Regions from separate parts of the Rattus norvegicus genome. Here region 1 is linked to region 2. Evidence: chromatin contacts called from public Hi-C data. All regions are on one chromosome and are shown on one strand. The core of a region is the stretch at or near the end of the contact, and the rest is flanking DNA. Distances in the headings are between cores, read along the strand shown.

The links. A called contact is a pair of places that touch in the nucleus more often than the background predicts.
Region 1: a contact with region 2 is called in a Hi-C map of kidney, with 5 times the contacts expected there. The contact joins the promoter of Plxdc1 here to the promoter of Rpl23 in region 2. A contact is called at or near these places in 7 of 12 Hi-C or Micro-C datasets (the A7r5 cell line, the Rat2 cell line, Schwann cells and 3 more).

Annotation. Positions count from the first base shown.
Region 1 is chr10:83,477,078-83,479,777 of GRCr8, forward strand. Plxdc1 (plexin domain containing 1) reads right to left here and starts at 1,374. Exons shown (of 14, transcript NM_001107046.1): 1 at 1,170-1,374. The coding sequence starts at 1,248.
Region 2 is chr10:83,270,789-83,273,488 of GRCr8, forward strand. It overlaps Rpl23 (ribosomal protein L23), which reads right to left and starts at 1,396. Exons shown (of 5, transcript NM_001007599.2): 1 at 1,363-1,396; 2 at 836-919; 3 at 382-510. The coding sequence starts at 1,375. It overlaps LOC134478777 (small nucleolar RNA SNORA21), which reads right to left and starts at 805; the gene lies at 670-805.

The sequences.
Region 1 (2,700 bases), core at 124-2,623, 210 kb after region 2:
CAGTTGCCTGTACATGTTTGAGAAGGAAAGAATGTCTTAAGGGGGGAAAAAAATCTTTCGTAATTCCACTTTCAACAGTCAAAGATTTTGTCAATAACCTCTTTTTATAAATCAAAAACCAAGCCCAGAGAAGGCAAGTAACTTGCCCAAGGTCACACAGCAAGTGAGACAGCAGAACTAAAAGCCAAGTGTCCAGCTAGCTTCTGTTGGGCACTCCCTGAACACTGAGAGTTCCATACTAGTCTCTAGACTTCTCTGTCCTCTGCCCCCCTGCGGTTACCACCAACATCGTCCACCGTATACCTCATCCCAACCCAGATTCATTTGGACTACATACTGTGACCATCAAAGTCAAGAACACAGTTGGGCACGCCGCTGACACAACAGCCAACAACAGCGCCCCATGAACTATCTCTTCCCTGATCAAGTGTGGGACATTCAATTCTCTTTTAAGGAGCTAGAAATAAAAACAACAACAACAACAACAACAACAACAACAACAACAAAATCCACCCTTACTCCCAGCTCTCCCTCCCCAAGAAAGCCTGGTGCAGAACCTAAATGATATATTTAAAAACGGCCTTTCTTGATAACATGAGGGATTCAAAGTAGATCCCTGAAAGGATCTCCAAGAGGAGGAAATGGCTTGAGAAACTGGTCTAAGAGTGTGCGGAATGGGAGCTCCTCCTCCACCCTCACTCCCCTGTCTCCTTGCGCAGCCAGTGCAACTGAGAGCCAAGCAGAACCAAGCAGGAGGGAGGAGGGGACCCTTGACCCAGGGGGATCGGGGAGTAGCAAACTGCTTTTTCCTGGGTTCCCTGCCTCTCCACCAGTACGCAATAGGTAGGGGAAGCAAGTTAGACGGCCACGCTGGTGCCAGGATGTCTCCCATCCTCCGGCGGCTCCCACGCAGTTCCAAGCCCAACTGGGACCCCACCTAGAGCAGCTGAGAGAGGCAGCAGGGAAGAGCACAGAAAAGCGAACGCCTTTCTGGAATGATCGCGGGTCCCAGGCTGGATCCCTTCTTGTCCTTCCGACAGAAGTAGGAAGTGCGCACCCTCTGGGCGCACACAGGCAAAGTAGGGTCCCTGTTCCCTATCCCCGGCGTCCTGCAGATAGCACCCGGGTACCCCTGGCGGGTCTGCACCTGCCCTGGACGCGCGTCCTACCTGCGGGTGTTGCGGGACTGAGCGCGCGCGCGGTCCCGCAGAGTAGCAGCAGCTGCAGCAACCAGAGCTGAGCCCGCATGGTGGGCGCGGACGACCTCCGGGTCGGCGCAGCGGCAGCGGCTGTAGAAGAGGCGACCCGGGGCTGGGAGAATGGGGAGCCGGAGCGAAGCGGGCACCGCGAGCGATGCGCGGCGTTGCGGCCTTGGGGAGCGCGGGCGGGAGGACCCAGAGGGCGGGGCGCGACGCCGGGGTCCCCGCCTCCCGGAGCTCCGCGCCGCACCCCACAGGACCCAGGACCGCGCCGGGACATCTCTGGTCACCGAGAGAACCCGGCTGTCCCAGAAACCTAAGGAAAAGGCTGAGGTGGAGGACCCCAGGATGCGCCCCTACTTGGGCCGTTGGCTCCCACCACCCATCCCCACAGCACGCGACTTTCTGAGCTGGTCCTTGAACTTCTGTGGTTTCCTGGTGTTGTACACAAGCGCGCACACAGACATGCACTAGGAATCTCACGCAGCCGAGCCCCCCAGCTTCTGCCCCAAGAGAGGCACGAATTGCATCTCCCCCCCACTTGACTGCCTCACACCGGGTCCCCAGCACCGACTCTCCTCCGACCCCGTCCAGCAGACAAGTAGGTGCTGGAGTCTGGCACATTCCCACTCTGAAGCAGATCGGGTGCCCCCTCCCGAGGAAGGCCAGAGCAGTCCAAGATAGACCCAGAGCCAGAAGTGGCGCCCACTGCCACCACACTCTGCCGGAGTCTGGGAATAGGGCACCTTTTTTTTCCTCTTCAAGGATGGAATAAAAATACCCGCAATTTAGGAGATTTAATAGACGGCATGGAATCAGGTCAAGGCACCAAGGTGCCTCTGACCTACTTCGTCGGAAGGCAAAGAACTGGGGCCTACAGAGTGGAGAGGGCTGAGGGGCTCTTGGCTTCCTCGGTGCCCGTGACCTGGAGAGTGCGGAAAGAAAGGGTGCATAGGCTGCTTCTTGGGGCGAATCCCGAGAAGAAGGGTGCAGTTGGGGGCAGAAGTAGGGTGTGGGTTTGAGTAGGTGGGTGGCCTGGCACTGAGGTCAAAAGATTCTGTCATCTTTCAGAATCCCAGTCTCACGCTCCTCTGTGTCCAAAAGCCTAAGGGTGGTTTCCCAAGACCTTAATGTAATATCATGTAATACTTTGAGACCTGCAATTGAAGGGAAATGTTGTTATTTTTCCAGACAAGGAGTAACGCCGTGGACCAGGTTGGTCTCGAACTCATGATCACTATTCCCGTTTCAGCCTATTGAAGAGATTACAGTGGTAAAACCACCAAACCCAGCCGGCCATTGAATTTCTAATTCCTTACCATTGAATTTCTAATTCCTAGCCTGAATTCTCCCAGGACAGCCTCTGAGGGAGCTAAGAAACTGTCCCTTCCAGCTGTGGCCTCCTACCGCCACCCAGCGGACACGTGATAAGCCACGGGGCTGGCGTTTAATCTACTAGAGTTGAGAGATTTCCCGCGCAGGCGCCGCGGAGGGCGTCTAT
Region 2 (2,700 bases), core at 146-2,645:
CAGACAGTTACCCATATAAACACACCCATGTAGCACTGCCATCTGCACTGACAGCTAGGAACAGACAACCAACTGGAGATCTTTTCTGGTAAGACCAGGTAGTCTACTACTGAAGGGAAAACTTAGGCAGGCGAGTGTCAAGAGACCTGAAAAGACCCTAAACAGAGAAACAAGCTGCCCCATAAACCACAACAGTCAGGCATGCGGCTGTGCCTGCAAGCCCAAGTCAAGTCTCGTCTCAAACAGGAGCAGAAGTATTGATCTCACAGCCTCCCAACGGTGTAATCTAGGGGTCTTGATAGCCACGGAGTTAACATCCCTTTTCCTAATACCTGGAGAACTTCACTCTTCCACCACTACATACATAAGGCACCTACTCACCCTTTTTCCTTAGTTCTGGTTTGCCTTTCTTAACTGTGGCCATCACCATGTCGCCCACACCAGCAGCAGGAAGTCTGTTCAGCCGTCCCTTGATTCCCTTCACAGAGATGATATACAGGTTTTTGGCTCCTACAGAAAATAACAAGAAAATACATTTTGCATGTGACGGCAAGTATTCCCAATCTGGGGGTCAGCCTGGGCTATAGACCAAGAAACTCATCTCGGCAGAATCACAAACCAACCAACCAAAACAAGCGTTTTCTTAAATGCGTCCCAAACCCAGAAGCATCTTGTCACAACACCGATTGAAGTTAAACAACACAGCATGTTGCCACTTCACCCAAAAGCGGTGTTTTCACTCTGCCCCTTCTTGACGGCTCAGTGGGTCATCAGCAAAAGGCCCACTGAGTGCTTTTAAAAGGGGACCGTGACAGCACGCAGCCACAGGCCTCACCTGTGTTGTCAGCACAGTTGATCACAGCTCCTACCGGAAGACCCAGGGAAATCCGGAATTTCGCTCCGGAGGACCCACCACGTCCTGCAGGGAGAGAAACAGAGTAAGGGGGCCACTGCACAAGCTTTGGTGGAGACTAGCCTGTCCCCGACTACCGTCCCCTTGTCACAGAACCTGGCCGTCCCTTAAGTTACCATCCTCCTGTGGAGGTTAAGGAGACTGGTCGAGTGCACTTTTACAAAACTTTATCTATACAAGTCGGGAAACCGCAAAGACCGTCCAATCCGGTCAAAGGCAGGCCAACCCCACCGTCTCCGTTCGGCCCCACGCTCCGCTCCTACCCGCTCAACGCCAACTCCGCCGCCCTCCCCTTTCGGAGCTCTCCCTGGGCCTCTGTGATGCCCCATCTTCTCCTTCTCCGGCCCGGAGACTACAAAATATCACCGCAGCCGGGAGCCGTCGCCAAGGAACGGGCCGACCGGCCTACGCGGCGGATGCCAGCGGATCCCCAAACCCAAAATCCTCACCTCGCTTCGACATCTTGAGCGTCCGGAAAGAGTCAGAAAGGAAGTTAGTACAAGGGACACTGGGATATGAACTGGAGGCCACGCCCAGTCAGCCATGTGACCGGACCTCCTCTGACCCGCCTCCCTCCCCTGGTCGCAGGTATATGACGTAAAGCCCTGTGCCTCTTTGCGACTGCTCTGGATGTGAAAGCTGCCGTTGAGTTATGTAGGGGCGAGTAATTTTGGGTCATAAGTAAAAATAAATTGTTCTGTAAGAGTTCCCAAAGAACAGACAGAGATGGGGCGAGATCAAGCTCAGAATGGTTTCATTTGGCTACCGAACGTTTAAGTGGAACGCTACAGATGAGTCCATCTGTGTGCTCGGTACCATAGCATTCTCTTGTTATGAGGATTAACAATACTTTGTGACATTCACACAGTCGGTCAGACAACCACTCGGTCTCTTGTTATTAATTATTCTCAAGCTTACCCCACAGCTATCAGTGAACGATTGATTGACTCTATTGCTTCTTAAAGATATGTAAAGTTTCGTAAAGCCTAAATATAGTATAGTTTGTGTTCATGTATAGTATAATCAGGATGGGCATGTTTTAATTTATTTTACTACCTCAACCTCTCCCTATTTTCCTGACCTCTTACCTTCTGTTGATACATTCATTCTAAAGTGTATTGAATACCTACTTTAGGCCAGATTCCGTCCAGATTACACGAAGGAATAAAATAGAGCATTATTCTTGCCTTTATGGATTTTAGTCTGCCAGGGTAGACGTTGGTAATAGATACTGAATAATAGGGACAATTGTGAGAGTTCCAGTATATAGTTTGTTAAATGGGACAAAGTATTATGAAGAAAGGACAGTAAGATGTGGAAAGGTGATGAGGCAGATTGGAATAGAAACATTAGTGCCTGGAGGTGCCGGTTTGTCATCTCACCTATTCAGATGCTATCCCAAGTTCAAGCCCACCCTGAACCACGTAGAGACCCTATCTGAAAATACCAAATAGGAAAAAGGGGAAGGGATGTCTCGGTGGTGGAGTACATGCCTAACATATGCAAGATTTTTGTTTGTTTTGTTGGGACAGGATTTCTTTGTGTAGCCGGGGCAGTCCTGGAGCTACCCCTGTAGACCAGGCTGGCCTCAAACTCAAAACATTCACCTGTCTCTGCCTCTTGAGTGCTGGGATTGAAGATGTGTGCTGCTGCAGCCACCAACAGACGACGCATGCAAGATTTTATGGTCCTGGACTGGAGAGATGGCTCAGTGGGTTAAGAGCACTGACTGCGGGGCTGGGGATTTAGCTCAGTGGTAGAGCGCTTACCTAGGAAGCACAAGGCCC